Regions from separate parts of the Mus musculus genome. Here all the other regions are linked to region 7. Evidence: chromatin contacts called from public Hi-C, HiCAR-type, HiChIP or PLAC-seq and promoter capture Hi-C data. All regions are on one chromosome and are shown on one strand. The core of a region is the stretch at or near the end of the contact, and the rest is flanking DNA. Distances in the headings are between cores, read along the strand shown.

Region 1 (3,864 bases), core at 248-2,747, 1.8 Mb after region 7:
CTGGACTACAGAAGCACCTTACCAAGGGATTAGCATACTGATCAGCTCACAGCTGAATGGCCTAGGAGATGGGGACAGTGGGAACACACAGGCCACTTGGGTTGGGCCTCTCAAGGGCCTATCTTGTTCCTGCCTCACCCCCACCCCTTCCCCAGCTACTAAGGAGGAAACTCAATTTGAGGACTACAGGCCTAACTTTCTCAAGTTATCCTGAACTACAAACTTCCAGATTTAACTTGTGCAAGTAGAGAAGAGTTTTCCCATGAACCTTTTGCTCTGCAATCACTTCCTACCATCCCCAAGCCTTACCTAAAACCCTGGGCAAATGCACAGCTCTACAAAGCCTCTTATACTAACACAGACTTTTACCTGGTATTTCTTTCTATTGCATTTCAGGGCTTTAGGATTTTCGATGATTTCTCATCTTACATATACTGTTAAGGCAGCTATGGATATATAGACACTATGATTAAGGTAATAAAAATAATATGACACCGATGAGGATTTTAAAATTTTTGTAGACTGATGTGATTTCTTTTAAGGAAAAAAAAAAATCCTTTCTGTGATAAGATCTGTAAGTAGAAGCCCCTTTTAGGGGCACGGGGAGAGCATCCTGAACCGGTACCTTAAAAAATAACCAGCAGGGCTGCCTCAGAGGTTAAGAGCACTGACTGCTCTTCCAGAGATACTGAGTTCAATTCCCAGCAGCCACATGGTGGCTCACAACCATCTGTAATGAGATCTGATGCTCTCTTCTGGTGTGCCTGAAGACAGCTACAGTGTACTCATATACATAAAAATAAATTTTAAAATTAAAAAAAAAAGTAACCAGCAGATGTAGGAAGGTGGGAGGGGGTGGCGAGCTGGAGGGATGGCACACAGGGAAGAGACGACTGCAGCTCAGGCTGGACAGCACACCTACATGGTGACACCTGACAACCGACTCCTGCAAGTCGTTCTCTTACCTCCACCCCTATTAATAATACACATATAGATGGGAGGGAACTGAGTGTCACAACGTCCAGTGTTAAGCAACCTTCACTAAACACGAACGAAGCTAAGCGCTCTTTGCTGACTTTATCAGCACGGGGCTTCGGGAACGACAAGACGGACGAGCCTATCCAGGGTCTGCGACTGATGCCCTAGCCACCCCGGCACCTTTGTGTTTGGCGGTGCGGAGGCGGTGACGAGGACTCGGGGCCCAATGAGCGCCGAGCTTCCGCCCCGCGCGCCGCGCCTGCGCACTGACCTTCACTCTCCCGCCGGAGTCAGGTCCAAATTCCGCCATTCTCTTGAACATATTGTCCCCGGGAAGGAGCCGCGGCGGCCAGGGAGAGAGCTCAGGCCGGCGGGGTAGCCGCTCCCCTCACGAGCCGGAGGAGGGCGGGTCGCCTGGGCTCGGGGAGCCGGACAGCCACCTCCTCCACACGCGCCGCGTCGGGGTCGGCCATTCAGCCCCGAGCTGGGAGAGCCGAGCGGAAGGGCGGGGGAGGGCGGCGGCGCATGCGCAACGGGCTCAGGCAGACAGTGCGCACGCGCGAGGCTGCAGCCTTCCCCGGTAAGAGCCTGATGAGCTGTTGCAGCGGATAAAGAGAGATGGGGATAAATTTTAGGCAGAAGTTAAGGGTAGGGAAGCACCAAAATGGTGAACGTTTGTAGCTTTAGGGTTGAGATAACCCCACACACTTCAAGATGATAGACTCTGGAATCAAAGCTTCTGATTGGGCAGGTCAGATAACTGGGCGTGGGCTTGGTAAAGAATATGCTGCCAAGCCTTGTGACCTGAGTTCGATTTCCAAGGCCAACATGATGGCACTACAGAAATGACTCCACTTCCCGCTCTTCATGGCTCAATCTGTTCTGCTGGCCATGTTCAGTCTGACTTTTCCAGATTCGTCGGGAATCTGTTTTCTCCCTATCTACAGTAAAAACCTCCTAAACCATGCCTAAGAGGGTCATGTTCTTATTTTCACTCACCATTCTTCTCTCTCATACCCTTCCCCAGTTGGAACTCTTCTTTCCAACAAGCCCCCCTCCTACTTTCATGCCCTCTTAGTTCGTGACCTATTGGCTTTAATTGGCGTTTCCTGTCCTACTATGGATGTGGGATTCTTTACCGAAGCAAGAGTAATTTATCAGTGGTACCTTACTAAAGAAAATGGCATCTCTTTCCCAAACAGTCATGAATTTTCAATAGTCCCTCTGGGAAGGGTGAGGCCCCTGGACCCCTCCCGCCATCCATGTTGAAATGTTAACATGCAATCGCAGGTCCTATGCAGATAACCGCAGCTGCAGTAAGTTCATGAGTGCAATGGCCACGTTGTGGCCAGAAGGTGTCGTTTTTGATACATGTCTCTCCATTCTCTGGCTCTTTATACCCTGAAATATTCCCCAATCTTGGAAGGAGTGGTACAACTGTCCCGAATAGTGCTAAGCACACCACCATCTCTTATTCCTGGGCGTTTTGGCTAGTTTTGGGTTTCTGCATTAACCACTGCTCATTGCAATAAACTTCTCTGATGAAGGCTGGGCACAGCACTAATCAATGAGAATAATCAGGAGACCGAGAAGCGAATTTAACAGCATGGTCAATCAATTTTTGCTAATTTTTAAAGAAAAGATTTATTTTATGTATGGGAGTACACTGTAGCTGTCTTCAGACACACCAGAAGAGGTCAGCGGATCCCACTACAGATTGGTTATGAACCACCATGTGGTTGCTGGGAATTGAACTCAGGTCCTCTGGAAAAGCAGCTAGTGCTCTTAACCACTAAGCCCCCAATTTTTGCTAATCTTTAATAAAAGTATTTTTTTTCACTGTATTATCTATTGAGAGAGAGAAAGAGAGAGAGAGAGAATGAATGTGGGTCCTAGAGATCTGGTTAAAGTCATCAGGCTTGATAACAAGTACCTTTACTTTTGCCAGCCCCTGTTTTTGATAATCTTGGCTGTTTCTATAGTCATCCCGTATTTTGAGGTTGTCCTGGCAGCTCTTGAGTATGTCCTAACTCTGTTTCTTAATTGATATCTAAATGTCATTCCCCTTCCTTGATCACCTGATATAAGCTTAGAGCTTCTAAGGGAGACATTCCCTCCAGGAAGGAGACAGGAGGTTCCTGAGACTTGGAAAGTAAACAACTCACAGGCTCAAGAAGTTCTGAAGCTAACAAGATACACGAGCCGCCACCCCACCCCCCCAAGGTTAAAGAAGCAGGAAGGGATGATTGGGGGAAGGGAGGAGACAGAAGTCTAGGACAGAGCCTGTGCTCATCCTGTGGAGTTGACTGGGGGAGACTCTGTCCTACTGAGCTGCTTGAGAGCCACCCAGCAAGCTCAGGGTTGTCGGATGTCCAGTCACCACCCACTGGGGCCTGGGCTTTTCAGTGATGCAGTTGCCTTTGAGGTAACCCTGTTCCTGTGAGGGGCCCCTCACCCATACTCTCATGAGTAACCACAGTAGTTTCACCGGTTTGCCAAGATGGACTCTGGTCCAGTTGATGCTTTGGTCTTTTCTTGCTTCCCTCCTCGGGAAAGGCCATGTGACATTTCTTATGGCTGGTCTCTGCTCTACATTTACACAGCCCTGAGGTATGACCTAGTCTTCTTCAAGCTGTTGTCCTGGAATCATGGGAGAGTGAAGAATAAGAAAAACGTGTTGTAATGAGAGTCTACCACGTTCCACTCATTATTCTAGGTGTCTGGGATGTGGAAAGGAACAACAGAGAAGAAATCTTCCAGGTATGATGGTAACCACTCATAACCCCAGCACTCAAAAGGCAGAGGTCAGAAGTGTTCAGGGCTAGCCTGAGCTAAATAGGAAGTGCCAAGCTGGGCATGGTGGACTAGGACTGTATCCTCAACACT
Region 2 (3,503 bases), core at 851-3,350, 1.7 Mb after region 7:
TTTTTCTGTCTCACCAAGTTAGGCCTTTTGTCACATTATGACAGCAAGAGAACTCACCAAGAAAGGGCCCACTTGGACTTGGCAGTTCAGCCAGACTGAGTTGTACCATTTAAAAATTGTGGTGGCAGCAGCCCCCCGTGGACTATGGGTAACAATGATACTTCTGACACTCATCTGACTAGCGATAAATGCCAATGGCCATCACTTAAGTAGCTGACAGCCTATCAGGGAATAAATTATTGGAAAATAACAACAAGCAAATCTTATACTCACCAACTAGAACCTTTGCTGCGGGGTTGTCCACACCAATGTTCTTGAGAATGGTAGCACCGTCGTTGGTCACCATCAGAGCGGCGTCTCGTCCACTGCTTAGGAGAATTTTGTCCTGAAAAGAAATATATTTCTGTCAAATTAAGGTCTAAGTACTTCTTCAAGAATACATGCAGATACCAAAACCTCTGGATAGTTAGTTGGCTACTAAATGTTTTCTATGCATGTATCCTACAACCAAACCTCAATGTGTAAAAAGCTTAGACATACAGGCAATACAAACTAGCTCTGCTACACTGTCACAAGACAGCAATGGAAACAAATATCCCAGAACACTATATGACAGTTAAACACACTAAAAGCAGATACACATAAACAAAAAACAGTATGTTACTTTAAAAATGTGTTGCAAAAATATGTAACATGATAAACTTACCTATAAGTGAACAGAAAAATACCAGCTACAGTGTACTTAGATATAATAATAAATAAATCTAAAAAAGAAAAAGAAAAAAAGAAAAAAGAAAAGAAAAATACCAGCAAGTTTTGTAAATGGTAACACTTGCTGCCACTGGAGAGGGATGTGAGATTGGGGATGGTAACACAGGAGAACGGTTTATAATTTGTAAGTTTTAGATTAAAAAACATAAATAAGAACATTGTTACTATCTACATTTACACCAAAGGCTTTAAACCATTATTAAAATTTTGGCCAGCCACTACTACGCAAGACCGCAGGAAAGCAAAATTAGAAACAAACAAAAGAAACTTCTAAAAATTCCCTATCTTTCTTACCATGCCCTTCGGTCCCAAAGTGCTCTTCACCAAGTCTCCAATGGCGATGGCACCGATAAACGACGACTTAAATTATAAAAGAAAAATCAGAAAAGGCGGTCAGAATTTACCCTCACAAAGCGTTGGATTTTATCATTTAAAAGCAACAGACGGGCTTACCAGGCGAGCTGTCTCGGCCCTCTCTTCATCAGCTCCAGCCTTGAAGATATTAACAGGTGCGAGGGAAAGGGAAGCCTAAGAGAGGAAGCCAACACACGCCGTTTGAATGCCAGTACTCGTTAACACCCGTCCAGGGCCTCTCACTAGATCGGGAAGTAGATTATCTAAAGGAAAATTGGTTTACCATCTAATTTCAGGAATCCGTCCTGGGAGTGGGGTATTTACTTAAATGGGGAGAGGGACGCTCATATGGGCGCCAGGAATAAATCATCACACCGACCCACTGGTCTGAATGGCAAAACTAAAGGCAACATTGGGCCGGTCGAGCACGGACCAACATAGCTACCTAGCTACCCTCCATCTTCCGCAGGCAAGCACGGCCACTCGCCCTTCCAGCCCCGCCCCGAAGAGGGCGGAGCCAGCAGGTCCTGCTAGAAACTTCTTCACTTGGGGTGAGGACCGGGGGTCGCCAAGGTCCCCTAGCCGAGAAACAGCCCTGATCTTACAAAGAGATGCTGACTTAGTGTGCGTTCCCCCTTCCCGTCCCGCGCGGAGAGCTCGGTCACCCGGTCCCACGCAGGCCTCATGCCCGGCCCGAGCCATGTGCGGAGGGGCCAGGAGGCGGCCGCTCGGAGCCTGCGACTCCGGTTAGACAAGAGGACCAGCGGGGCGGCAGGACACAGCGGGGCGGAGCAGGGAGCCTAAGTCCTTGGCCGAAAGCTAGGCTCACCATGGTTCCGACGGATTCCGCGTAGAGGAGAGAACCCCTCACAATCCGCGCCGGGAAGCCAGGCCGGGGAAAGAGAGAAAGGCGGAAGTGACGACACGCTCCGCCGCGGGGGGCGGAGCCGGACGCACGGGTTTCCGCCTCCTGCGTGGCGGGCTGGGCCGGAAGCGTAGCGGCTCGCTGGAGAAGGGGCGGGACCTCAGTTGGTGGCGGAAATCATTGAGCTGTGGGCGGGGCTAGGGGCGGGGCCAGGGGCGGGCTGCTTTAGAATAGAACTAGAGAACAAAGAGACAATGTACCGCGCGGGTTGCCGCGGAAACCAAGTTCCTGCTGACATATATTTTTAAAATATAATCTTTCAAAATTTGTTTTAAGGTCAGACGTACATTTTCAAGTGTTGCACACTAATCATTTCTATTATTTACCCTTCCTGGAGGCAACCATTCCCATTTTCGTGCTTATTTTTTCCTTTGGGAAAGTTATTTATCAATAGATTACTAAATGATTTTTTTATAAAGGAGTCTTCATTTAATCTTTCAGACATGATCTGACTGTGTAGCTCTGGCTTAGCTCGGAACTCACGTTGTGGACCCAGGCTGGCCATTCTGGGATGCTGCTTCTGCCCTACCTCAGCTTCATTTGTTTTCTCGGGGGGGGGGGGGGGCACCCTAATATAACTTACATGACTTCAAAGCAGAGATCAAGTCCTAAATATTCCAGTTTATCAAAAATAGTTTTCTCGGGAGCTGGAGCTATGGCTCAGCGGTTAAGAGCACTGACTGCTCTTCCAGAGGTCCTGAGTTCAATTCCCAGTAACCACATGGTGGCTCACAGCCATCTGTAATGGGATCTGATGCCCTCTTCTGGTGTGTCTGAAGACAGCTACAGTATACTCATATAAATAATAAATAAATAAAACCTTTAAAAAAATTAGTTTTCTCGGGCTGGCGAGATGGCTTAGCAGTTAAGAGCACTGATGGCTCTTCCGAAGGTCCTGAGTTCAAATCCCAGCAACCATAGGTTGGCTCACAACCACCTGTAATGAGATCTGATGCCCTCCTCTGGTGCGTCTGAAGAGTCAGCTACAGTGTACTTATGTATAATAATAAATAAATCTTTGGCTCAGAGCGAGCAGGAACTGAGTGGAGTTGACCAGAGCAAGCTGAGGTCCTAAAAATTCTATTCCCAAGAAGGCTCGCAACCATCTGTACAGCTACAGTGTACTCACATAAATAATCTTTTAAAAAAAGAGAGAAATGGTTAAAACATACATAGTCTAGGGAAAAGCCCCAAAACTAATGCAAAAAAAAAAAAAAAGTTTTCTCGGCGCTAGCGAGATGGCTCAGCGGTTAAGAGCAGTGGCTGCTCTTCCTGGGGTGCAGAGTTCAATTCCCAGAAACTCCATGGAGACTCACAACCATCTAATGCCCTCTTCTGGCATGCAGGTATACATGCAGATAGAGCACTCATTCATATATATATATATATATATATATATATATATATATATATATATTACATAAATCATTTTTTAAAAGATTTCTCTTGGAAT
Region 3 (3,803 bases), core at 674-3,173, 1.6 Mb after region 7:
CTTCCCTCCCCCCGAAGCTCCTCCACCTCCCTGCGCGCCCCATCTCAATGGAATGTCCAGTTAAACTCATATCCCACCTTTATAAAGTTCATGTTGGGTTGAAACAACCAACTACTAAAGGAGCAACTGCTGACATTTGAATGTGTTTCTACTGAGTATGCTCAATAAATGATTTACTCGAGGTCGCATGCTTGGTGAGAGATGGTTCTGAAAGTTATCCGTTTTCGTTAGAGCTAAGCCTTTGTGAGACCCGCTCAGCAGAAAAGCATGGGTTATCTAACCCATACAATACATACAAAACTAACGTTATATCCTAGCTTCCATTCTGCCACGGCGTAAATATGAGGGGTGGGCAAGTCCCAGTAATTTTTCCATTAAAAAAATATATATATATATCTGTAGGGCATCCACGTATACTGCAGAGTAGAGGCATAAAGAAACTCTGAGGCAAAGAATATGTCTCAGAGTATAGAATTACACTGATTCAAAAGTACAGCTGCATTTAAACAGAGACATCAAAGCTCCACAAAGAAACTGAACATCAACCAGGCAGTGGAAGGTGAGAATCATTCGCTAGCACAAATGACTTGCTATGTAAGCAATGAGGCGTCTCATCAAGCACGCTCATTCACAAAAGAAGGCATTAATTCAAAACATCCTTGGGCCGGAAAGAGAAAAAAGTTGAAAGACGTCTGTTCTTATAGTTAAGAATGCATTGCTGAGTAAATCTGTGTAACTGTTAAGTTCAGTTAATATATTCCCCTAGGGCCTTGAGGAGTAGATTCGGAATGCAGTGTCTATTCAAACATGAAAAGTCCTCTGAAAACGCACAGTCCTGGTAAATAAATAACACATGCTAACTGAACAAGGCCCCATAAAACTGGTGAAATATTTAACAGTATCAAATATTTACAACGATGGGCTGCATACCTACTCTGCCTCCTTTTCCTCTCGATTCATTGTTTAGAAACAAAAACTTAAGAACAGTGTAATGAACAGAAACCGGGTCTTTCAAGAGATTTACAATAGAACGGTTTGTTTTAATCCTCTTATCGGCCTCTCCTCCAATTATGCAATCATTCCAGAGCCAAAAGATCACAGGGCTCTTTCCCTTGACACGGGGGACACTGAGAAGTGTCTAAACAGGTAGGCTGGGAACAGGCAACATTTCCTTGAAACTAAAGTGCCTCTGGGGCACCAGCTCTAACTCGGAGGAGAGTGCGCCAGCCAGCCATTACGGATCGATGTTTTAATCCCCAACAACTGGCAACTCTTCGCGTGCTGCAGCGTCCACCCGGCACCATCCTCTCCCCAGCCTCGCTATTCCGCGGGCGGCGGGGGGCGAGCGGCCCACGCAGGGGGAACCGCTGTTCTCCCACTCCCGGGGTCCCGATTCCCGAAGTCAGGCTGGGCCGAGCGCGGCGGGGGAGACCCCGGGAACCGGCGACCCCCGCACATCCCCGGCCAACCGCGCCGCCCGCGACTTAAGCAACTCCGCGACCGAGGCCGCGCGGGCCGCCAGGTGAGCGCCGGAGCCGCCGCCCTTCGGGTCCCCGGGGCTCCGCAGCGGGCGGGCGGACGGGCGGACGGGCGGGCGCGATCCGCGCCCTCCCCGCCGCCTCCTGCACCTGCCCGGCCGCGCTCCGGGCCGGCGGGACAAGGGCGCGAGGCGAGGCGCCGAGGGGGCGGTGCTCACACCGCCCGCCTCTCCCTCCCGCCGCCGCACTCACCTGCCGGATCCGCCGCGGCCGCCGCCCGCGCTCGGCAGCGCTCGCAGAGCCGCAGGGTGCGCGTGCCCAGCTCGGGAGACGCGGAGGACGGCGGCGGACAGACGCCGCTCCACTCCGCCGCGGCTGGCGCTCTCTGCGATGGGAGCCGAGGGAGGGAGAGCCGACTGCGCCTGCGCCGAGCGCCGGGCGGAGAAGCGGCCGCCCCTCCCCCTCCCCCGCCCCCGCCCCGGGAGAGAGGGCGGGACTAGAGGCGGGACCGGGAGGGAGTGGCGAGGGGGACTCGCGCGCTGCGGCGCCCCCTGGCGACAGGAGGGGCTCGGTGCAGGCTAATCCACGCGCGGAGTCCAGGGTCCCTCTACAGCGGTTTCCCTGGGAACCACTCTGGCTGGAAATCCTGTGGCTGCCTTTGGAGGATGTGAACTCTCCTGGGATGGTAAGAGGCTTTGGACTGTGTATTGAGGACAAGCAGAACCGACCTGAAATTCCGCGTCTGTGGATACCTGAAGCTGGAGTAGGAGGTTAGGGGCCCGGGGAGGGGGGGGGGGGGGGGATGGGATGGGCGGGGAGCTGGTAAACCCAGATCCTTCCACTTTCAGTTTCCAAAGACCGTCTCTCATCTTTTACAGGAACTATATCTATTGTTTTGTTTTGTTTTGTTTTGCTTATCAAACTTCCATCCCACATTCGGGCTTCCAAGTTGGAAAACAAAAAACAAAGTACAGACAGAATCAAGCCCTGAAAATCAAACTCAGGGATGGGGGGTGGGAGGGAGCAGTCATCCTCGGTATTTCCGCCAATGTTTGTGATACTCAGAGGCAGGGGCTGCCATTCTGTTGAGTACATCAAGGAGGTGGTAATAAAAAGGAAGCTATGTGTGTGGTCCCTGTGATCAGCCACCTACTGACCTCTGTGACCTTAGGCGAGTTCATCTGCAATATCGCCAATCTTCTCACTGATAATTGGAAATAAGAATGTCTACCTCATCAAGGTTTTGAGAGTTAAGTGGTTTAATATATGTAATTAGTGTACCTCACCACATTCTGTGACACAGTGAGTCATACAGAAACACACATGTGTACACACACACACACCTCTACAAAAAATTCCTACCATCCAAAGACTCAAACAAAAGGAGACAAGTTTACTATTAAGAGAAAACTTTATGGGCTCCCTGTTTTACACATTTTTTTTCTAAAGAGATGTTCACACACACACACTTTTTGTTTTGTCTTGGTTTTCGAGACAGGGTTGGCCTCGAACTCAGAAATCTGCTGCCTCTGCCTCCCAAGTGCTGAGATTAAAGGCATGCACCACCACTGTCCGGCTCACACACACATCTTTTATCATATGGAATTGGTAATTACTTAACCCATGCTCCAGTTTCTTTGTAAACCATTCCCTGATGCTCGCCTGCCTCCCAACCCTAACTCCTTACCTGTGATCCCAGAACACTGTATTTCAGTGGTTCTCAACCTTCCTAACACTGTGACCCTCTAATACAGTTCCTCATAGTGTATACTAACCCCCAACCATAAAATTATTTCCGTTGCTACTTCATAACTGTAATTTGGCTACTGTTATGAACCTTAACATAAATATCTGTGTTTTCTGATGTCTTAGGTGACCCCCTGTGAAAGGGTCATTTGATCCCAGAGGGGTTGCGACCCACAGGTTGAGAACTGCTGCTTTAACTCTTGCAGTGCATATTCCCCATGAATCATAAGTAGACTTTCCTCTCTTTTCTCTTTAGTCTGTGTCTTGAGAACAGGCACTCTGCTTGACAGAGAACTCTGTAAAGGTAGGAAGAGGAGATGGTTGACACACAGGGAGAATGCTCTATTTGGTATATGAACATTTGGAGGATTGGCTCTTCAGTTTATTCAATGTAAGACCCAAAACATCACGGGTCTACAGAAGACAGTAATGCTAATGTGTGTGAATCCCACAGTGACCCACATGTATGTTAACTACAAGATCATCTGTAGTCTTAGAGAGTGGGCTCTAGCACTGTTTGAGAATGGGGAGAGTTACTGTAGAGCCATGACTAGAAATGGCTCCCAGAGGCTCATATAT
Region 4 (3,485 bases), core at 794-3,293, 1.8 Mb after region 7:
ATTCCGAGTCTAAACACTACAACTTATCTTCACTCACACTTTCCCACGGGCTAGAAAAACACCCCCTTTGTTTATTATCAACAACCTTGACAGAGATTTGAGGGGCTGGGGAGACTGCTCCCACGTCGAGTGCTTGCTGACTGAGAAAGTGAGAGAACCTGAACTGGCACCGACAGCACCTCCATTATAAACTAGATGCTGGGCCATGTGCCGATAACCAGTAGACCTGGACTGGGGACATGGGGCAAACACAGGACGGTCCCTGGGGCTTGCTGGCCAAGCAGCCCAGCCGGAAGTACAAGCTCCAGGCTCAGGAGACCCTGTCTCAAAAGGATCATCATGATCATGGTGCTGGGTAGTCTAGGTTCACCTCTGGCATTACACACACAGAGAATTTGTTTTTTAATGAAATAAACTTTTCTTTTGCATAAGACAGTATATGCAACTCGTCACTTCAAATCATTCCCCTCATTCATGATATCTTCCCTTCCAGTAGTCGAAAGAGAAAGTACGAGAGAGAGAGAGAGAGAGAGAGAGAGAGAGAGAGAGAGAGAGAGAGAAACAGTATAAATCCTAACGTAAGCATAATAAGGGCAGATAATGTCACTGGTTTCATGAAGATGACTTGTGTATATTGACACCACCACAAGGTCATTTGCAACAAATAAACTATCTGATAATAATTTAAAACTCAATAAAAGCGGAAAATAGCTCCATTATTTCCTACAAACCTTTTATCCGTAGTTTATCACCTAAACTCAGTTTACTAACAGTGCCTACAAGATTTTCTTCTCTAGGAAAGTCTCAGTTTATTGGAGTTAAACACTTCATATGCTTAAATCAACAAACACCTCTGTCCCGCTGTGGGAACACCCCCACCCCGCGTTCCCACAACTGGACTACACGAAGAACCTCCGAGGAGAAACTGAGGGAAATTATATATATATATATATATATATATATATATATATATATACATATAATATACATACATATGTGTGTGTATATATATGTGTGTGTGTATATGTGTGTGTGTGTGTGTATATACACACATATATACACATATATATAATTAGCTCAAGAAATGACAGTTCCAAGTATGAAAGTAAACAAACTGGGGTGAAAAAAAAGGATACAATTCTCCAGCCTTTTGCAGTCAACTTGTGCAAGGTCCCGACTGAAGTCTTAACAACTGTGACTTCGGATGAGCGCAGGAATTCGGAAGGCTGATTACAGAATAGCATGGTTTTTTTTTTTTTTTTAACGTCAGCAAGAACACGGGGAAACTCCTCTGAATCTACGAATCTCCTCAAATCTTTGTTTTTAAGAAGTAACTCCCAACAGTTTCAGTTTGCAAGGGAGCAAAGACCCTTCGAGGAATGGTACTGCCTCACTGACCGACCCTACGCAGGCATCCAGACCCAGTTAAGTTTCGAGCCGAGTCCAAATCGAACCTCCGGCGACCCCGACGCAAGCCCCGCAAGAGATCGCCAGCATCCACACAGGGAGCGCCCCACCCTCGGACTGACTACACCCCTGGGACACAGGATAATTACTGAGACGGGAAGAGGGGACAGATCCAAGAGGCGACGAAAGTTGGACACTGATGTCCAGTGCAGTCTGGCTGTCCCGGTCCCCAGCGTCCGAGTGCACAGACCCCACAGCGGAGGCACCGAGCCCACTTGCCCGATGCAGAGAGGGGGTCGCAGCGCCGACGGCCGGGCCCCGCTACGGAGTCCCCCCTCTGCGGGCGGCCGCGGCTCCGGGAACCCCGCTCCGGCTGCGCCCCGCCCACTCCGCGGCCCCGCATCGCGCCCCTTCCCGGCCCGCGGGCCGCGCGCGCTCCGCGGCGGCCGACGAACCCCTTCCCCGGATCCCCGACGGCTGAACCTGCAGCGGACAGCCGGGTCCGAGGCTCGCTCGCCCAGCGCAGGCCCCGCTCGGCGTCCCCGGCTACTCACCGTCGGCGCGAAGGCGCTGCGAGGGGCGCGGGGTGGCAGCCGCGGAGCTCCTCACTCTCCCCGCGACCTGACCCCCTGCTCGGAGCCTCGGCGCCTGTGTCTACAAGGCCTCTCTCCAGCCCGAACCCTAGACAAGCACTTCCGGGGGAGCGGGGGAGGGCAGGGGTTTGGCACCGGAACTGCTCCCAGGCTGGAGCTGCCAGCCCTCCCGGGAGGGGCGTGGCCTCTGCTCCGGGCGCCAGCGGACCCGCCCCCGAGCCCCGCCCCCGGGCTCCTTGCTAACCCCTGTGGTCCCGCGGGCCCCGAGCTACCGCTGGCACCCCTTATTTTAACGCCTGTTAGGATCGCTCCCTTCTACTTAATTCTACAGGGGCCCGGAGAATCTAATTTCGCCGAGCCCGGAGCATTCACCGGCTTGCCGACCGGCCGGCGGTGTTATCCTTTCTCGCTTCTGTCCCGCGTGAAAATGCAGTTGACATTTATCGAAGGAAGGCTTACGGCGTGGTAGACAGGGCATTTATTACGCGATTCGGTGGCGTTAACTCATTTAATAACCTTCAAACTCCTGGAAATTGGTGCTTTTATTCTCTGTGTCTTACAGAGAAGGAAATCGGCCAAAGTATCGGACTTTACCACATATGCTGGCTCTTGGTTTTACTTTAATTTGTGGTATGCGTAGAACTCTCATTTGCCCCAAACAAGACTTTTCAAATTATTCAAAGACGGGAGCCAAATTATTTCCCTATATGGGTCATCCTTTGCACTTTAAACAAAGGCTGAGATGATGGGCTATGCAATCTTAGTGCCAGGATCCTGTTTCTTTACATTTCACCCTGGTGTGTGTGTGTGTCGTGTTCATCTCTGGATTGTAGACGTTAAAAATAATATAATGCATAACGCAATAGTAAGCATTTCAAAGTACCCAGGACTGAGTACGTCCGCACAATTCTTATACCTAACCAGTAACTAGCAATAGAGAAGACCTGGGCACTTTTGAAACTTACCAAAGACAGACAGTATGAGAGCCTACAGAGTCAGTGTCAGGCAAAGAAGTGAGACGATCTTAAAAGATTTGCTCTGTCACAAAATCAAGAAACATCAAATATTAAAGGCAGGTTTTCAGTATGAAGCAAAGCCCCACATGGAAGAAAAGGGCTCAAACCTGACAAGCTATTTTGTTTCCAGCAGTCTAAAAAGGCTGAGGCAGGGAGAGTCCGGAGAGTTTCTAGCCAGCCTAAGCTTTACAGTGAGTTTCCAGACAAAGGTGGCCAGGACTATGAAGCAAGACTCTTGTCCAAAAAGAAGGAGAGGAGGAGGAAAAAAGGAAGAGCAAAAAAGAAAAGAGTTTCTTAGCATGCATAGTGTCTGTTAAATACTGCAGGGACAAGTGTTAAGACAATCTGCTTTGAGAAAGGCAGAGTAAAAGAAAACCCCTTATTACAAATTTAAGATGCAAACAATGCCATCACTATTGCTGTATATAAAGTACTGCCTTGTGCTTTATGTAATTGCAGAAGTGTTTGT
Region 5 (3,800 bases), core at 182-2,681, 1.7 Mb after region 7:
ATTGCCAGATGAGGACAGCAGCATACTGAGGACAGCAGCATACTGAGGACAGATATGCACATATCTGCATCCACAGCTCTCTTAAAGCCTGAATGAACAAAAATGAAAACAGATAAAGGGAACTTATCAGATCCCAAACAAATAAGGAATTTCAGCGGGAATAATGCTGTTTCTTCTTTTACTTTAGTTGCTTCCATACCCAGCTCCCTTTATAAGGTCTTTAAGCTGTAGTCCCCGTCCCCATACACTCATGTCCAACATAATGGGGGTTGGGGACAGGTCAAGACAGGGTTTCTCTGTGTAGCTCTGGCTAGCCTGGAACCTGCTTTGTAGACCAAGCTGGCCTCAAAGTCAGAGATCTGCCTGCCTGGTGGTGGTACAAACACTGCCACCACCTGACCATTATTTTTAAAAATAATTAGCCGGGCGTGGTGGTGCACTCCTTTAATCCCAGCACTCGGGAGGCAGAGGCAGGCGGATTTCTGAGTTCGAGGCCAGCCTGGTCTACAAAGTGAGTTCCAGGACAGCCAGGGCTATACAGAGAAACCCTGTCTCGAAAAACAAAACAAAACAAAAAAATTATGTTCCATTTTTACCCCACAATATACCCTTACTTTTTAAAGAAAACAACAACAAATCAGACTTCAAGACAAGACTTAAGGAATAAAACAACAGGGGATCAAGGATAGGGGTGAAATATAAGAAGCTACCCAAACCACCCTTTAGACACTCAAGAGTACTTAATGACTAAATAAAGCAGGTAACCTAAATGGCAGCCACACCCCCACAGCACGGAAGACCTTAAGTTGAACCTATCTACGCAGAGCTACGCACAGATCCTGACTAATCATTGTCTACTTGACTTTGGGGGTTACTGAGATCCTGACACCCCAGCTCTCTCAAAGGTAAAGATGGAAGTCAGAATAATAATTCAGTACAAGTCTTTTTAAAACGTCAACCTGACCCTTCTGCAGTACTAAAGGTCTGCAGCTCTTGCCTGACTCCCTGCACTGGTATAGTCTTCTAAGTAAACTATTCAGTGTTCCCACCTCCTGTTCTTACCAAATGAACAGGGTGACAGTACAAGCCACCTTCTTGTCCCCATACCAATTCCTGTCAACTTGTTACTATAGCTAGTTAAACTTATGAATTTTAAGTAAAAGAGACTGTTTTATGAAAAAGTTCAAAAATACTCAAAAGGCTAACTTTAGAAAAAATTATCGTGTGTGTGTGTGTGTGTGTGTGTGTGTGTGTGTGTGTGTGTGTGTGCTGTGTGAGGGGTGAGGGGTGTGTGTGTGTGTGTGTGTGTGTGTGTGTATCACGCAGAAGTTTGAAGACAATTCACAGAAGTAGGTTCTCGCCTAGCATGTGGGTCAGGCTTAGGTCACACGGCTTGGCAGCAGTTACCTTTCACTGGCTGAGCCATCCTGTTGGGTCCTTGCCCATTTTTTACAGTTATTATGAAATTGGGTGTATTTTAGACAGCTTTAAAAGAACAGGAGAGGTGGGCTGGAAAGATGGCTCGGGCTACGACTGTTGGTTGCTCTTCAAGAGGACCCAAGTTCAGCCCCTAGCACCCACAGCAGGAGGCTCACCATGCAGTTACTCCCACTCCAGAAGATCCAACACCCTCTCTGGTTCCTATAGACATGCACACAAATAAAAATAACCTTTTTAAAAATAATAGAGAAAAGAGAACATAAAAGAACCTAGAAGCAGGGATGGTTGTACACACCAGCAGTCAAAGAGACTCCGGAGACCTCAGGAGAGTGGTACATGCCAATAATCAAAGAGTCAAAAGTCAGGAGATTCATCTCAAAACAAACAAACAAATGTCTACAGGCAGAGTTTGTATTTTACTCATGTTCTCCTGTAATAAGAAAGAATACTACTGGGTCACTTAATAAATAATGCCCCATGGATATTACTATGCTAAAAGGCAGCCCAGAACTTTACCCACCGGATATATCCACAAAGAAAAGCCTTGACCTTGACTCTCACAGTGTATCCTTTCCCCTTGTGTGGGGAAATTAGTAAGAGGACAGAGATTTCAGTTAAATTGTTTAAATATGGTCAAGCCCAATAATAGGGGCCTACACTCCCAGCTACTCCACAATGACAGGGGCCTACACTTCCAGCTACTCCACAGTGACAGGGGCCTACATTCCCAGCTACTCCACAGTGACAGGGGCCTACACTCCCCCAGCTACTCCACAATGACAGGGGCCTACACTCCCAGCTACTCCACAATGACAGGGGCCTACACTTCCAGCTACTCCACAATGACAGGGGCCTACACTTCCAGCTACTCCACAGTGACAGGGGCCTACATTCCCAGCTACTCCACAGTGACAGGGGCCTACACTCCCCCAGCTACTCCACAATGACAGGGGCCTACACTCCCAGCTACTCCACAGTGACAGGGGCCTACACTCCCAGCTACTCCACAGTGACAGGGGCCTACACTCCCAGCTACTCCACAGTGACAGGGGCCTACACTCCCAGCTATTCCACAAGCTGAGACAAAATGTTTGAGCTCAATCTCAGCAATACAGAAAAACTTCATCATAAAAATAAGTCTGTTTATGATTTCCCACTCTTGCGCGTGCTCGACTGGCCAGGAAGAACGACGCTGCAACATCTGCACACGTTTATTGGGAGAGCTTGATTGTAGAGGCAAAAAGACCCCCGAGCCCAGAACTGGTGCTGCTTATATAGGCCTAGGAGAGGCGTGTCTCACACCCGGATTGGTTATGCACTACGCCTCATTTGCATGTTCTTCATCTGATTGGCTACTCTCTCTCTGTATCTCACAGAGCCTCATTATCATACCTCATTTGCATGTCTCACATCTGATTGGTTACTCTCTCTCTCTCTCTCTCTCTCTCTCTCTCTCTCTCTGTACCTTACAGAACCTCATTATCATGCCCCATTTGCATGTCTCACATCTGATTGGTTATACTCTCAAAGCCTCATTATCATGCCCGGGCCAGGCAGTGTCTTTGCAAAAAACTTTACTGCATATGTACACATTGGTTGTTTGTCCAAACTTATGTATGGTGGCCAGCAGTAGTCAGTGCCACTCTGCAATGGCACATGTGGCTTCCCACATCCCACAAATCGTTTTTTCAATTAGATACTCAATATTTCATATATGAAATCTTTGTATGTGACAGTCAAAGCTTTCTGTTACTGCGGAGGCTAAATAAAACTATGTACTTAATTACACAGAATGACTACTATTTATTTAAATTCTGTTCCAAGGCGGGAGATGTAGCTCAGTGGTAGAGTGCTCGCCTAGCGTGAACATGGCCCTGGGTTTATCTCCAGCATTGTTCTCTTATACCCTGTTGCACTTCAGAGTTCTGCTCTCTTTTGTTGTGATCTGATGATCAGTCAGATGGTATGTGTTTGCCTAGCATGTCCAAAGCCTGGTGCTTAATCCCCAACACTGTATTCACAGAGATTATGCACATGTATTGTGTACTATGCATGGTGGTACATACCTGTAATCACCCGCAGCCTTGAGAGGTGGAGGCAGGACAATCAGAAGTTCAAGCAAAGTCATTCAGGAAGGTGGCTCAATGAGTAAAAGTACTTGCTGCCAAGCTAACAGCCTGAGTCCCATCCACAGGGCACCCATGGTACAAGAGGAGAACTGACTCTCACAGTGTATCCTTTGACCAGCATTTCCAGCCTACACTCCCAGCTACTCCACAGTGACAGGGGCCTACACTCCCAGCTACTCCAGGGGATTCAGCCTGAGGAGATAGGAGCGGGGACAAGTAAACTAAATGCAA
Region 6 (3,690 bases), core at 507-3,006, 1.5 Mb after region 7:
TGTGGCTAGAATACTCAAGTAGGAACATGTTGCCTATTTCATACATTTCAAAACACAAGAGAGGCTTCTGAAGTACTGAGAAACCACCTGAAAAAGCTTTCCTACAAGCAACGGGAGAAAACGCTTTACACTTACTAACTCAAAAGTGACAATAGAAGCTAACCTTTTAGAAACAGCACACTTATTTAAAGTTAGAGAAATCAGAATTAAAGCAGTGACTAAAGGAGTATATTAGATACTTAACAAAAACAAATATGAATTTTAGGTTTTGCTGCATTCAGATCTGGATGAGAAGTAAAAAGCGCAGACAGCCGCTTGCTTCAGTATGAACTGGCTTAAAACTCACAGTGCCTGAAGCTCCAGGAAGCCTTGGGCAATGCCCTACAAACACTTTACACCACACATGACGGTAAAACCAGCAGTGTTTAATAATGCCGTAACTCTTACTTTACACAATTCGATAAACAGCATCTAGGCTATCTTTGTGCTTTCTAAAATGCAAGGCTTCAATTATTTCTGGGTTCTGTTTGTTTTCTTAATTATCTGACTCAACTCTAGAACTTTCTATCAATGGAAAATTTTGCTTCTCTCAGATTTCAAATAAAAAGAGCTACTAGTAATCTTTAGGAAAATCATCATATTTTCACATTTCTTATTCGTACTTTAACACTGCACTAACAGAACGTCGTGACTAGTGGGGGACCCCCTTAGGCACCCACTTTCCTTTACACAACGCATGCCACTTTATTCCCTAGATGGAAACTTGAAATGCAGAGACTCCTGCTGCAGATGCTCTGAGGCCAAGTGGGATGGGGGTGGGATGGGGAGGGTCCTTGAGAGCAGCCAGCCCTAGCAACAGCCTCCCCATCCTAACACTGATATTCTGTGCTAAAGAAGTCTGCTGGCCACCTCAGTGATGGCGATCAACAGGAGGGACAGGTCAGAGGGGACAGTCCTCTCTGCAGGAGTTACCTCTTTGCAGTCTTTTACGATTGGCTGGATCACACTCAAGTCCTGGTGGCTCCCACCCATGGCGCTGCTTGTACTTTTGTTCCTTGTGTGCCCCCTTTTAAAGGGGGTCTTTGCAGCCGCCAGAGGCTCCTGCGTAGGCGATGTTGGAGAACTGGACAGTACGAGTGTCTTCAGAGCGGCCACTTCAGCCTGAAGTACATCAATCTTGAAAAGAAAGCAGCAGCGTCACACGCACAGCATGCTCTACGGCAGATGTGGCCGTCACACGCACAGCATGCGCTGTGACAGATGTGGCCAATGCTAGCAACTTGGCGAATTTCAAGAACAGAAAATAAGTTTAATTTGTTATTTTTCTATGAAGTAATGAAGGGAAAGCAATCCAAGATTTTTGGGTTTCCATATGGATTGGATTCAACTACCAATAATGTCAAAAGGTAAATTTTAAATGGTCAAAGATACTAACATTAGTATGAATTTTCAAAATATTAAAATGTATCAGCTTACGATTACCTTTAGTTCACTCCTAAAATAATAAAATCTACTTAGGTCTCTTTTTCCCCCCTAGTGAATTAAGAGAATAAATATTAACTTTTAAAAATGACTCCAACATCCTTCTACATGATTTCCATGGTGATAAGCAAGCTGGCTGTGACACACTACACACCCGAGTCAAGGTTACATAGTTAGTGCCTATTTGCAGCTTCCACATTAGCACACTTCTCCGAGGGGTCAGGACAGCCACCAAGGGCGCTAGGCACTCATGACCGCTCTCCCCACGGTCTCCCCGCTCCACTGCGAAGGCCCCGACTCACTTTCCCCTGGGCTTCCTTCAGCTGCTTCTCTGCAGTGGCTTGCTTGACGTTCGCTTCCCTCACCATCTTGTGAGCTTCCTGAAAAAGTCAAAAGTCTCAAAAACTGGAGGCAAAGCATTGTAACGCTCATTTCAGCAGCTGCCTAGGAGGCAGCAAAGGGCCTGAAACTAACTAAGAACCCAACAACCACAGTGGGGGAAGCAGCTGCCATCAAACGGACGGGAAGGTAGGGCTGAGGCCAGGCACTCGGCACCTGCTGAGCACCGTGGCAGCAGAGGTGGGGTCCAGTCCATCCAAGGGACACCCACGTCAGGACTACAACCAGTAAAGGGGTCGGAGGACGGCTGCAGGTCAAAGCCAATACATGACAGGGACAAGACGGTGGACACCTCAGCAGAAACGACACCCAAGGAGCTCCAGTTTCCATTAAGACATGGATAAAATGACACGGGTGAAAACGACTGCACAGTGTAGCCTGAGCAGGGAATCTTCTACTCTTAAGTTCCCAATGCCACAGTTATGACACTACAGGCACGGGCCTGCCTTTCAGTCATACAGTGTTATTAATGACGTCTCTTTATGACATACTGCTCCAGGTTCTGACAGCGAATGAGGAACAAGGCAAAGGCTTGGTTCCTAAAGAGCTCAGGGTGCACTCTAACAACAGCAATGGAAATCAGGGTGATAACCCAGACTTCACTCTAAGTGAAAGATGAATTCTTCTTTAAGAGAATAACATGATCTCATATTTTAAGAGATTAAGCTTTTGTATGAAATAATCTGTATAGATTAGAGAAACTGGGAACAAAATGTGGCTTCAGACTTAGTATTTGGGAATGTAAGATATCCAAAGGAGATTCAAAGATACTTATTAAACACACAGTCTGACAGCTCTCTCGGGTCTGTGACAGCTGTTGGTCTGCAGCAGCTCGTGTGAGTCGGGAGCACGAACCTCAGACTACATTAAGTATCCCGATGCTCACTACCGATGGCTGGGATGGAATGGGACGCACCTCGGGAATACTCCCGTCACCGTGCACTGCTCACCCGGCAGAGCCCTGAAGAATGAGCTCAGCTCTGCCCTTCTGAAAACAACAGTTGCTGCAGACTGGACGGACTTTCCTGGGATAAGGTGGAACTGTCCAAAGAAGGCTATTTGGCAGGTGTTTCCAAAACAAGAACGCTATCTGCTTGGATCTCTCCTAAGATAACTGATGTTTAAGTCTGAATGCAGAAGAGACTGATGTCTGACAAAGTACCTGCTGAACAGGGCGGGGCGGGGCTGGGCCCTTGTCACCTGCTGCGCAGTCTTAAGACTGATCAGACTTAAGACAACTGAAGAGCCGACGCCTCTAAGCCAGCTTTGAAAGCCTGGAAGAGCTAAGGAAATGGTGAACACCAGAACCCAGGCCAGGATGAGCCCCAAGGTGAGGTGGGAAGTGAGGTGACCTCTCCGGCTTCAAGAGGGACCCTGATGATACACAGGAGCAGCTGATGTCCCCAGAGAAGGGGGCGCTAGCCTGAAGCATAAAGCGTCTGGCGTGGGTCTGCCGATCGACAGAACACCAAAAGGCAGCGTTTCTAGATGTGGGGCTGTTTTCTCTGACTGTCCCCAAGGTCAGGCGCCATAAGCACTGTGTACAGCAGGTGTCCTAAGCTGTCTCCACCGAGACTGAGCTTTGCCAAGAACATTTTACAATGCTGACAACGTCTTCTAGTACAAATGGCAGAAGTATGTTTAGGACCGTTTCAGAAACTGTTACAAACTCTGTCCCGCCCCAAAGCTAACTACATCAACTTTTAAGAAATATAACATTCATTAAATTTCTTGACAATTTGAGACGTGTCTGCAACGCACTCTGGCTATTTCCACCCCACGCCTGGCCTCTCTCCTCCCACCTGTCAG
Region 7 (3,505 bases), core at 148-2,647:
GGAAAGGTGACCATTTACTGAGTGCCGCCTATTATATTCAAGTCGGTGTTCACATGCTTTGGAGTTTGACTTAACAGAATTAAAGACATGACTGTACGTTCAACCTGTGTGTGAGTGCGTGATTCTGTTCAAGAGAGAGTTTCTATTTGCTCTTTGATAAACATTGCTTAATTAGATTGACTCAGTTACCATGTGTGACTATTAGAAATGTTTCCCACGTCAATTCCAGTAGTGAAAATTGCCTAATCTTAACTCGAACTCAGCAGGCTTCTAAAGTGATTTGTTGGTTTGAACCCTTATGGCGTCATTCTTCTTAAGGCATGGTCTAAGATATAAAAAATAAAAGAGTAGAAAATAAAGGTATACTCATCACTTTTTAATGCAAGGCATAGTAACTCGGGTTTCTTTTTCTTTTCTTCCTTTCTTTCTTTTTTTTTTTTCAAATTTGGTAAACTTTCCTCGGAAAAGGAGCAAATGTTTCCAGATGTGCGGACCCACACACAAAGGACAAGAGCGAGGCTCCCCTTGCTCTTCGCAGCTGGGCAAGTGACCAAAGTCAGAGGACCTTGTTCTTCTGACACGACCGAGACTCAAGACTGCCTAGGCTCCCGTTTCCGTCACCCCGCTCCCCTCCCAGGTTTACCTGTGGAAGCTGATGTTAATGTGCTTGTTGTAGGTAGCAGCACAGCCCGCCGCGGCGCAATTGGTCGGCATTTCCCCGGGCCCCTCATTCGGCGCCACCTTACGCCACTTCGGAGGCGCTGCCCGCTAAGCAAGCTTCTGTCAAACGCTAGACAAACGAGGCAGGCGACCCCGCGCCGCCAGCTCGGTGCAGAGCGCGGGGAGGGCAGAGGGGCGTGCACAGTACCGGGGTGGGAGGGAGGGCCCACTCTCCTGTCTCTTTATTAATATGGCGGGCTTAGGCCTGCAGAGCCAACGTGCCGGAGCTCCGGGCGCAGACAGTCGCCTTCACCAACATGGCGGCCACACCCGCTCCCCGCCCTCCCCTACCTCCCGGGGTCCCAAAGAGACTAGGTCCAGCGTCTCAGACGGGGGCCCCCTAGCAATGAATGAGAAGATGGCAGATGTCTTCCCCACCGACTAATGACTCTGAAACTCAGGTCTGCGGCTGAAAGAGCATGTCCGCAACCCAGACACTAACCCCTTCCTTCCCCGCCTGCCACCTCGGACGGGATGCTAGGGGACAGTTAAGACTGCAGGGACACAAGGGCGAAGCCTGGAGCAAGAGGAGACTACAAATCCCAGCCAGCACCGCGGCGGACATGGGGGTGGGCGCTTCCTGTCTCGCAAGACTCGGAGGGTCGCCTTCCGGCGTGCCGCAGGAAATGACGCTCGGGACCCGGCCTCCTTCTACAGAGGCTTTCTCGCGAGGCGGAAGAGCAGCAAGGGGGCGCTAGGAGAGGGAACTGGCGAGCGACGGTCCGACGAGCGAGAGAGAGCGATCTGGGGTGCGGGGAAGTTGGGGAGCAGAACCTGCCGGGCGTCCGAGCACGGGAAAGGCCGCGCCCGCCGGGTCCGTTAGGACAGAGGGCGGAGGAGGAAGGGGAAGGCAGGCGGCGGTCGGGCGGTCCCCGGCCGGAGGGCTTCAGGTCGTGTGGCCAGCGCTGCACTCCGGATGGCGGCCGCCGCCGATCCTTCGACCCCGGCCTCTAGCGGCCTCTCGCCGAAGGAAGAAGGGGAGCTCGAAGACGGGGAGATCAGCGACGACGACAACAGCCGGAGCCGGAGCAGCAGCAGCAGCAGCAGCGGCGGCGGGCTGTTACCGTACCCGCGGCGGCGGCCTCCTCCCCCGGCCCGGGGCGGTGGATCCGGGGGAGGCGGCGGCGGCTCCTCGTCCTCCTCGTCGTCCTCCCAGCAGCAGCTGAGGAATTTCTCACGCTCACGGCACCCGGCCGAGCGGGGCCAGCTCAGGGGACCCAGCAGCTACCGACCCAAAGAACCGTTCCGGACTCACCCGCCCCCAGGGCGGATGCCGTCGGGGTCCCTGTCGGAAAGCAGCCCCCGGCCGTCCTTCTGGGAGCGGAGCCACATCGCCCTGGACCGTTTCCGCTTTCGAGGCAGCAGGCCTTACCGGGGTGGGAGTCGCTGGAGTCGGGGGCGAGGAGTGGGGGAGCGAGGAGGCAAGCCGGGGTGCAGACCTCCTGGAGGAGGAGGATCAGGAGGAGCGGGATCCGGATTCGGCAGCAGCCAGAGCTGGCGAGAACCCTCTCCACCCCGCAAGAGCTGTATCCTTAACGTGGCGGTCCGCCCTGGGTGTGTCGCCGGAGCTCCCTTTGGCGTCATGGCTAGGTCCCGGAGTTTTTTAACTTTTCAGAACCACTCATTTCTCTCCCCCGTTCGTCGGCGGTTGTCACGGGCCGCACTCCACCGCTATTTTCGTAGGCTGTTTGACTGAATGGGTGCCTTTTGCTTTTGGATAGGACTGTGTCATGGATTCGGGTCAGCTAGGGAAATGAAATACAGTCTGGGTTTTTAAACAGGACACCAACAGCCCAAGTTTTGTTTGTCTATTTGTTTGTTTGTTTCTTTTTTGCAAGCCCTGGGATTTCGTATTTAACAGGAAATCGACTTAGATTATTAAGGAAAAGAAGTACTCAAACATCTGGAGGAATACTGTTACTTTTATTACGTCCTGACTTTAGAGTTCGTAAAGTTTTCCTCTGTAATTCTTACTGTTCTTGTGATTTTTTTTTTCTTAAATTTGTAGTTATTCATCCCCGTTGCTGCCCTTTGTTTTCTGTGTTTGTGTGTGTGTGTGCACGCGCGTGTGCAGATCCTTTATTTTTACCAGTTTTACAATTCAGCTCTTTTAAATTCATAAGTAGTTTGGAAAGCTATATGCATTAAGTTCACTCTCCTATGTTGGCTTTTTGGCTTTATAACTTTTTGTGTTGCTGACATGTAGGTCAGAGAAAGATAAACTTCCCAGCACTTTAAGCTTAGTGTGTTAGAAAAGGAGAGATGGATAGGGAGGGTATGGGCTAGTGGAGAAGAAATGTCCTAATTTCTGCACCCTCTCACCTTATTCTCAGTTATCTTTAACATTACTAAGTTTACTCGGGATTTATGCTAAGAAATTGTCAAAAGCTTTCCTGTTTTTATGAGTTTATATGTCCTGACTTCTACTTTTTAAAATAATTTACTAAGCACTCTCATTACTGGCTATAATTCCCATGATGTGATGACTGTTTAATATATTTTCTATAAAATGTACGTCTGACACTTGATTGGAAGATACTCAAAATACTTTTTATGGAGAACTTTAGGCCAGCTGTGCTTCTGCCAGCTGCGTGATATTGAGCAAGGAATGCATAAAGAACAGATTTTGGTTCCTGTGTCCCGAAAAAGCTTTTACTTTTATTACCTGTCATTGTTTTAGAAGCATCTCAAGATCGTTTTGGAGAAAAATCACAGGTAGGTAACCTTTTAAAAGATGATGAATGTTCTTAATGAAGATTAGAAAACCTTTACCCATGATTCTATG

Evidence for each region. Promoter capture Hi-C pulls out the DNA fragments that hold promoters and counts their contacts. A called contact is a pair of places that touch in the nucleus more often than the background predicts. HiCAR-type assays count read pairs that join an accessible place to other places. HiChIP or PLAC-seq counts read pairs in DNA pulled down with a chosen protein or histone mark. Capture Hi-C pulls out chosen DNA fragments and counts their contacts.
Region 1: a contact with region 7 is called in a Hi-C map of pre-B cells, with 8 times the contacts expected there. The contact joins the promoter of Yeats4 here to the promoter of Zfc3h1 in region 7. A contact is called at or near these places in 6 of 39 promoter capture datasets (the C10 cell line, cranial neural crest, hematopoietic stem and progenitor cells and 3 more), 1 of 484 Hi-C or Micro-C datasets (pre-B cells), 3 of 115 datasets of contacts at active chromatin or transcription factors (astrocytes, embryonic limb bud and neural progenitor cells) and 3 of 9 other capture datasets (adipose tissue, embryonic stem cells and liver).
Region 2: a contact with region 7 is called in a promoter capture Hi-C map of pre-B cells, with 7 times the contacts expected there. The contact joins the promoter of Cct2 here to the promoter of Zfc3h1 in region 7. A contact is called at or near these places in 6 of 39 promoter capture datasets (cranial neural crest, embryonic stem cells, hippocampal neurons and 2 more), 3 of 484 Hi-C or Micro-C datasets (the G1E-ER4 cell line and embryonic stem cells), 9 of 115 datasets of contacts at active chromatin or transcription factors (acute myeloid leukemia, astrocytes, differentiating embryonic stem cells and 6 more) and 3 of 9 other capture datasets (embryonic stem cells, liver and macrophages).
Region 3: a promoter capture Hi-C map of adipose tissue shows a contact between it and region 7, with 4 times the contacts expected there. The contact joins the promoter of Rab3ip here to the promoter of Zfc3h1 in region 7. A contact is called at or near these places in 9 of 39 promoter capture datasets (the C10 cell line, cranial neural crest, embryonic stem cells and 6 more), 1 of 15 datasets of contacts at CTCF or cohesin (large pre-B cells), 12 of 115 datasets of contacts at active chromatin or transcription factors (the 230-238 cell line, astrocytes, embryonic forebrain and 8 more) and 2 of 9 other capture datasets (adipose tissue and embryonic stem cells).
Region 4: a HiCAR-type map of astrocytes shows a contact between it and region 7, with 6 times the contacts expected there. The contact joins the promoter of Frs2 here to the promoter of Zfc3h1 in region 7. A contact is called at or near these places in 7 of 39 promoter capture datasets (the 3T3-L1 cell line, the C10 cell line, the HPC-7 cell line and 4 more), 2 of 115 datasets of contacts at active chromatin or transcription factors (astrocytes and large pre-B cells) and 2 of 9 other capture datasets (adipose tissue and liver).
Region 5: a promoter capture Hi-C map of liver shows a contact between it and region 7, with 4 times the contacts expected there. The contact joins the enhancer-like site here to the promoter of Zfc3h1 in region 7. A contact is called at or near these places in 3 of 39 promoter capture datasets (cranial neural crest, hippocampal neurons and liver) and 1 of 115 datasets of contacts at active chromatin or transcription factors (forebrain).
Region 6: an H3K27ac HiChIP or PLAC-seq map of thymic regulatory T cells shows a contact between it and region 7, with 5 times the contacts expected there. The contact joins the enhancer-like site here to the promoter of Zfc3h1 in region 7. A contact is called at or near these places in 3 of 39 promoter capture datasets (cranial neural crest, hippocampal neurons and pre-B cells) and 5 of 115 datasets of contacts at active chromatin or transcription factors (astrocytes, embryonic forebrain, embryonic midbrain and 2 more).

Annotation. Positions count from the first base shown.
Region 1 is chr10:117,223,010-117,226,873 of GRCm38.p6, forward strand. It overlaps Yeats4 (YEATS domain containing 4), which reads right to left and starts at 1,498. Exons shown (of 7, transcript NM_026570.4): 1 at 1,250-1,498. The coding sequence starts at 1,300. Gm31963 (a long non-coding RNA gene) reads left to right here and starts at 1,477. Exons shown (of 4, transcript XR_872061.2): 1 at 1,477-1,558; 2 at 3,582-3,738.
Region 2 is chr10:117,061,752-117,065,254 of GRCm38.p6, forward strand. It overlaps Cct2 (chaperonin containing Tcp1, subunit 2 (beta)), which reads right to left and starts at 2,101. Exons shown (of 16, transcript NM_007636.3): 1 at 1,955-2,101; 2 at 1,225-1,299; 3 at 1,066-1,131; 4 at 274-385. The coding sequence starts at 1,957.
Region 3 is chr10:116,948,530-116,952,332 of GRCm38.p6, forward strand. Rab3ip (RAB3A interacting protein) reads right to left here and starts at 1,924. Exons shown (of 11, transcript NM_001359645.1): 1 at 1,731-1,924. 4933412E12Rik (RIKEN cDNA 4933412E12 gene) reads left to right here and starts at 2,033. Exons shown (of 3, transcript NR_038026.1): 1 at 2,033-2,163.
Region 4 is chr10:117,146,431-117,149,915 of GRCm38.p6, forward strand. It overlaps Frs2 (fibroblast growth factor receptor substrate 2), which reads right to left and starts at 2,044. Exons shown (of 10, transcript NM_177798.3): 1 at 1,962-2,044.
Region 5 is chr10:117,128,825-117,132,624 of GRCm38.p6, forward strand. All of the region lies in intron 1 of Frs2 (fibroblast growth factor receptor substrate 2), which reads right to left. Among named protein-coding and RNA genes, the nearest start is that of Frs2, 18 kb to the right of the region's middle. Within about 2 kb of position 1,432, at least 25 of the 459 cell types and tissues checked have an H3K27ac peak or open chromatin away from gene starts, as enhancers often do. A contact at or near this core is called in liver, where this site is marked.
Region 6 is chr10:116,917,790-116,921,479 of GRCm38.p6, forward strand. Rab3ip (RAB3A interacting protein) reads right to left here. Exons shown (of 11, transcript NM_001359645.1): 5 at 1,785-1,862; 6 at 973-1,176. All of the region lies in intron 3 of Gm51782 (a long non-coding RNA gene), which reads left to right. Among named protein-coding and RNA genes, the nearest start is that of Gm51782, 5.5 kb to the left of the region's middle. Within about 2 kb of position 1,757, at least 53 of the 459 cell types and tissues checked have an H3K27ac peak or open chromatin away from gene starts, as enhancers often do. A contact at or near this core is called in thymic regulatory T cells, where this site is marked.
Region 7 is chr10:115,383,562-115,387,066 of GRCm38.p6, forward strand. Zfc3h1 (zinc finger, C3H1-type containing) reads left to right here and starts at 1,398. Exons shown (of 35, transcript NM_001033261.2): 1 at 1,398-2,246. The coding sequence starts at 1,637. Thap2 (THAP domain containing, apoptosis associated protein 2) reads right to left here and starts at 874. Exons shown (of 3, transcript NM_025780.4): 1 at 644-874. The coding sequence starts at 714.